Regions from separate parts of the Hordeum vulgare genome. Here region 2 is linked to region 1. Evidence: chromatin contacts called from public Hi-C data. All regions are on one chromosome and are shown on one strand. Each heading gives the region's core, a stretch centred on a gene start, on an enhancer-like site or on the middle of the called end of the contact. The rest is flanking DNA. Distances are from core to core; before and after follow the strand shown.

The links. A called contact is a pair of places that touch in the nucleus more often than the background predicts.
Region 2: a Hi-C map of seedling shows a contact between it and region 1, with 5 times the contacts expected there. The contact joins the enhancer-like site here to the promoter of LOC123425760 in region 1. A contact is called at or near these places in 2 of 6 Hi-C or Micro-C datasets (leaf and seedling).

The regions. Positions count from the first base shown.
Region 1 is chr2H:184,928,202-184,931,614 of MorexV3_pseudomolecules_assembly, reverse strand. It overlaps LOC123425760, which reads left to right and starts at 1,897. Exons shown (of 14, transcript XM_045109480.1): 1 at 1,897-2,519.
Region 2 is chr2H:185,099,407-185,102,819 of MorexV3_pseudomolecules_assembly, reverse strand. No RefSeq gene overlaps it. Among protein-coding and RNA genes, the nearest start is that of LOC123425760, 170 kb to the right of the region's middle. Within about 2 kb of position 1,574, at least 3 of the 3 cell types and tissues checked have open chromatin away from gene starts, as enhancers often do. A contact at or near this core is called in leaf and seedling, where this site is marked.

The sequences.
Region 1 (3,413 bases), core at 648-3,147:
AATTCAGTTTAAATATGAGATGTGTTCATCATACCCATCTGTTTGGAGTGGCTTTTGGAACTGTTCTACGACTGTCCAATTCATAATATCGAGGTCCTGTCACCTATCACCTCTCTTAAACTTCGGCATATCACATGCGATTTTTATATGCTTGTCAAGTCCTTGTATCTATTAAATGGAAAAAGTCAACACGTATTAGGCAAATGAAATGTAATGTCTAGGGAAAGAGACACATGAAGTAGACATTTACCGTCATAGTGAGGTCACTTCGGTTCATGCCAATTCCAAGTGAGTCCAATACATGTATCTCTCATTTCTTCGCATTGAGAACCGATAGATACCAGTGGTATTTTGTAATGTTAATTGGAAGGAATACCTAAAGCAATAAATATTATATAATATAACACGTGACTACTCTCACGTAAAAAAGTGTTGCATCATTATATGTAAGTGTAGTGACTTAAGACTAACCATGTCATGCTCCAGAAAAGTATTTACTCGTCTTACAATGTGACGATGTGTTGATGGGTATATCTCATCTTTCTTTAGCAGGGAAGACACAAACATGCTTGCAATGTGTACCTTTCCACCCACTCTATCTTGTAGATGCTCCTGGGCACTAATGCAATATATGTATGCATTTATTACCTATAGTTTCGAAGATAGAATACATTTAAATGTTAATACACTTATCATGCGAAAATAGAATACATTTTTGTTAGTTTAAAAGAGTGTGTGGTTTGACTTAGTTCATCGTGCAAAAACACATCATCGTGCGTAAGACATCTCATCTCAGCACTTGATAATAATGCATCATTGATATGCACCAACTTAGTATTTGAATGTAAGGGCATGATTGTTTTAATAATTGAAATATCGTGCGGGGTGCAAATATAATCTGTCATGGGACGACATGAAACCAAATTAGTAGATCATAAAAAAGACCAATAGAATGAAAAAGTTGATAAGCACTGTAAAAGTAAGTACCTTGTGGTGTAATATTAGTATTTGCTCTTTTTGGTTTGGTATGACCTGAATTGGATGTATCTATATGTTGTGTAGTAGTTCCTGAGTTTTTGTTCTCTTCCAATGACATATTCGTCGGGCTCTTATCGGTAGCTTTTTTTTGATGATCCACGGTATTCATATCTATCACCTTCGGGCTCTTGTTGATAGGTAACTTTCGATGGTCATCAATATCCGTATCTGTGACTAACACATCCTGCAAAAGTGAAATATATATAAAATATAATTTGAATAGAGTATTAATTTTTTTCGGGCTACAATATCATAATTCATATGCAACTTACAAAATAAAAGAATAAAAAGATTGATAACAAATAAACTTGGTAGCCATGACATATTGTCTAAATACCTTGCTTAATATGCTCTAATATATACTTCGGCGTTGCAACAAAAATCAATTCTACAACTGAAACTAGTGCACTTACGCCATGCCACTTTCTATTTTCAGGGTATGAAATATCCATCGATAGCTAATTTTTATGATCCAGTCACGTACAAACGTACAGTTAACTGTTATAGACAAAAATTAAGCTAAAGTATTCTACTTATTTTTTTTCCCTGCCTTTTCTGAACCGTGATTCCTTTTGAGATATAGGCAAAAAATCACACTGCAGTGGACACTATAGGCAAAAAATCATACTGCAGTCGACAATGCGGCACCATGCTGTGTTGGTGGTGCAGGAGCTCACTGTCGGCTTGCTTTCAAAGAATTCAGTCGTTATTTTTCATACAGCCTAGCAAACTAATTGGTCTGGTGGTTCCTGAATGCACTATCAAAGAATTCAGTCGTTTTAAGCTAATTGGTCCCGTGACAACACACCTGTTTAACTAATCTCCGTCACTCTCTCTTATCTCGATCCCCGTGGCAACACACCAGTCCCAGAGCACGCCGTTTCCCATCCCCGTCACTCTCTCTTATCTCACCATCACCACTCATCTCGTTCCCCATCCCCTTCCCCTCCCCGTGTTATCCACTCAGGAGCTCATCGATGCTGCCGCCGGCGCGCCGTGGCGCACGCATTGCGACGGCGTGACTGATACCTCCCGGAGCAACTGTGCGACCCCCGCCTCTCCCTATGGCATGGCTTCGCCATCGTCAGCCTCCCACCCCAACCCCACTGCTCCGTGCTGTCCTTGCAAAGTCCAGGGGGCAGCGCTCTCGCTGACGAGCGCGCTGTCGGCGGCATCCACGTGCGGCGCCCTCTGCCCCGCGTCCCCCGCTCCGCGCCTCCGGCTGCGCGGCGCCAGGTCGGTCGGCCTCTTCGGCTGGCAACGCGCGGTCGGCCTATTCTACTGGCAACGCCCGGCGAGGCACGCGCGCCGTGGAGCGTGAGGACACCCTGCAGCAAGCCGTACTCGCCCGGATGGGCGGAGATCGAGCAGGAACGGAGGAATTGATTTTACCTTCTCACGGTCGGCTCCCCTCTCTCCCTCCGCGTCCTGCATCGGCAACTCCGTTGGATTGGTACCGTCGGTGAAGTTTGATCTTCGAGGTAAGCAAAAATAGTCAATAGTAGATTGAGTCCATCTTATATATACACGCTTTGAAGGCTAGCTAGATGAGTAGTATCGTATATGGTTAGGATTAGGTTGTTTGGATAAGGAGTTTTTGCCTATTCTGTTTCTGTTGGAAAAAAAGAGGACTCGGATAAATAAACTATCAATTCGTTTATTTTTGTTAAGTTGTTTGTCTATCGTATTATACCAATAATTTCCGTGCTTGTGTCGGAGTGAACTGAATAAACAGAGCCAAAAAATATGGCCAGATTTGGTTTCAAAGTTTCACCATGCTGTCGTGACTTCGTTTTGTCTTTGCTCCCCCGCCCCCCTAACAAGCAAAATTATGAATCTGGACGTACTTTTCATTGGCAATGATGAGAATAACATATGCAATGATGATAAATAACATATGATGAGAATAACATATATAGTGACAAGTGAACTGAAGTCACGGAGGCATATGAAAAGTACAAGTACAAGTGTGCTCTCTACACGGTGGAGGCATCTGCCTTGGTTGCTGCCTGAACTCAGCATCGATGTCCAAGATTTCCTATCCGCTCCGTGCGCTGACCCTATTGATGAAAATGATATGGAGCAAGCCATGGCCTCTTTGACCAAAGAAACCATGAGTTTCTTGAATAAACAACAGAGAGAATTCACTATCTCAAGTTTGCATCTTAACCTCTATTTGATCAACACTTTCCTTCACAAAGTTGGCCCACTGATAGGTGATGCAATTAACAGTGGTTTGTTGAAAGATTTGGATCTTGGCATTCTTGATAAGACATGGACTAACGACCGTAGCGACGAAGAGATGCAACAACGAGCTCAACACATAGATGGTTTTTTCACTGCCTACCCTTGTGTGCTCCACTGCCTCACAAAGC
Region 2 (3,413 bases), core at 325-2,824, 170 kb before region 1:
TTAAGAACATAACTAAAGGCAAGAAGAGTGCAATTTTGAAAAAATAGATAACTGCAAGATAATGAAGCTTGCATTTCTACTACACCATATGAGAAAAAGTTCGACAACCATGAAATCCCGAATCTGAAACAAATGCGTGCCCGAAACTTACATGTGGTAGTTTACTTTGGCATCGAGTGAAACTAGCCTTGATATCAAGTAACTAAACATAGGATGTGCGTTGAAACTTAGGCCTGCGATCTCAATATCAATGGTACATGGAGGTGAGCCATGTTGGTGTAGCCATTCGGTGAGAAATAGGAGGCATGATGACGCAGAAGTGGAACACATCGAGCAGAGCAAAGACGACAGGGAGGGGTGTTGATGGTGTAGGGAAAGTACGATGCCGAGCAATAGTGGAGCCAAAGGCAAGGACACACTGACAACCACGTCGCTGTAGCTGTGCCATATTGCCAACCCACTAACTTGATGGGTCTCTCTCTCTCTCTCCCTCGGTTACCTAGGAGCTTTGTCGATAGCCTTGCCATCATGCACATCGTTATCTGAGGCCTTTACACAAATATAATGCCTCTATGAAGCCCTGTGCTTCTACTCTTCTACATACACTAGAACTGTACCACAGTTAACCCAAGTAGAGTGAAGAGACATTTAAATATCTAAATTTACCTTGGGGTAGATGGTTGATGATCTCGTGAAGGAACCACTGCTATCCGAGGACGGTGGTGCGCCTATCACGAGTGTACATGGGGTTGTTGAAGTCTTGAGTATGGTGACATGTGCGAGCTCCTCCTACAACACGTGCATGGTGACCTCATTGATCTTGACGTGTCGGACATGACCTTGGCCACAGCGGGAACATCATCACTACCGTCCACGAGATGCGCACAACAGAGTGATGGGTACGAGATGTTGAGGAATCGGTGGTGGAAACGAGGGTGGGGTCGCGCTGGTGGTGAACATTCTTCAAATACATACCAGTATTTTTTAGTATATGATGGATATTTTTAGAATAGACTAAATATTTTCTTATTATGCGATGATATTTTTGTTATAATACATTACACATTTTTTAATATGTGTACACTAAAAAAAGTTCACCATATATTAGAAAAATGTTCTAAGTATATCAAATTATATTGATCATATAATTATAAAATTTCATGGTATTCTATATAAATTTTAGTGTATATAATAAAAGTATTTATTGTATACTAAAAATATATTCAATATGTTTATTAAAAATGTTCACCAGATACTGATAAAGTTCAGTATGAGTTTTAAATTATTTTTTTCGTATATTAGAAATAATTAACCTTATAGGAAAAGAAAATGAGCTAAATAAAACAAATAGAAGATAAACAAAAAATCATAAAAAGAGAAAAATAAACAATTAAAAACGAAGAAAAATACCAAAACAGAACAGCCATTACGTGGGCCAGCACGCCTGGAGTAGTCTTCGGCGAAGCGTCAAATAGGGCGTTAGATAGGAGTTTTTGATCTAGGCGGGTCCAGCAAGGATCAGGTCCAGGATGCCAACCAAACAAGTTTTAAACCTAACTTAGATCGTTGTTCTCTGAGTCGGACTATAAAACACAGGAGGTCCTATGCACCGCTCATTGCGGCACCGTGTCAATCATTCACACTGAGACGAACCAACTGGCGATCGAAATGGACTGGCCCAATTGTGTGAGAACTCACAAGTTACAACGTCCGGTTTATGGACCCTTCTAGAAGGTACCTAACTAGTTTTGGGAACCTTCTATAAAGATCTTAAACTAGTATATATACGGTTTCTTCTGTTTCTTTTTTTTGTTTTTTAAATTTATTAATTCATTTTGTTTCTTTTCTAGTTTATTTCTTTTTCTTTTTTCGATTCCTTTTCTCCTTTTCTTTTTCAGTTTTTATGCTATTTATTTTATTTACTTATTCTTCTGCTTCTTGTTCTTCAGAATTAACAAAAAGATCAAAATTTTGGAAAATGTTCAGAAGTTACAAAAATGTGCAGTTTTTGAAAAAAAAAGAATTATTTTGAGAATGACACTATTTTTTCATTTCGACCATTCTTTTGGAAACGTTCATCTTTTCAAAAAATGTACCTTTTTGCAAACAGGAACATTTTTTGAAAAGTTGTGCAGTTGTTTAATATGAGATTTTTTTGGAAACACGAACATTTCTGAAAAGTTGTGAATAAATATTCAAGCGGGAACATTAATTGAAGCTATGTACAGTTTTTGAAACTGAATTTTTTTTAAACTTCCATACATTTTTTGAGAATGAAAAAACCTTTTTTAGAAAATGAAGAACATTTTCTAAAATCCCCGAACATTTTTAAATCATGAATATTTTCAGTATTGGTGAAGAAAATTTGAACAAGTTTTCCATTTGTGAACAATTTAAAAAACAAAAGATTTTTGGTAAAACAAGATTTTTTTATACAAACGTGAAGACAGTAACATTCTGACCCAGCTTATTTTTTATTTGAAATAATTCTAGTAAATGTTTTTCTATTTTTTACAATTCTAGAACATTTTTTTCAACTGCCAGAATATTTTCCAACTTCTGGAACATTTTCTAAATTACGGAAAATTTTATCCAAAAATACGAAATATTTATATAAGAAATTCAGATTTCTTTTCTAAAATTCCAGAGCATTTTTTTTCCAAATTCCTGAACATTGTTCAAAAATCTGGAACATTTTATCAAATTCGGAACATTTTTCCAAATTCCGGCAGATTATGTAAAATGCGAAAACATTTTATTAAATTCCGAAACAATTTTTAAAATTACGGAACAATTTTCAAATTGCGGAAACATTTTTCAAAATCCGGAACATTTTCTAAATTCTAGAACATTATTTTAAATACCTGAACTTTTTTTATATTCTGGAGGGGTTTTCATATTTCTGAACATTTTTCAAATTTCGGAATTATTTCTCAAATTCTGGAAGATTTTCTTAAATTCCGGAACATTTTTTGAAACTCCAAAACTTTTTGTAATATCCTGGAACATTTTTTTGAAAATCCGGAATATTTTTTCAAATTCCAGAACATTTTTCCAATTTTGGAACATTTGTTTTCAAATTGGGAACATTTTTTTAAAATCCAGAACATTTTTGAAACAGAAAAAGAAAAATAAAAATAAAAAAGAAAACAAAAAACAAAAAAAATCAGTTGAGGGAATCTTTTAGAAAGTTCCGAAAACCGTAAAAAATGGCTGGGAAAATCTAGAATGTTTCCAAAACAGATTAAAAACCAGCTGAAAATCTCTGGAAGGTTTCTAAAACCGGAATCGTGCAACAGATGAATAGGCCGGCCCAACTTCTCTTCGATCAGCAGCCTGTGCGAAACGTCGACAATTTAACACAATATGCGTCCAATAGGACCTCCCGTAAGACACCTCATCACAACTTGGAA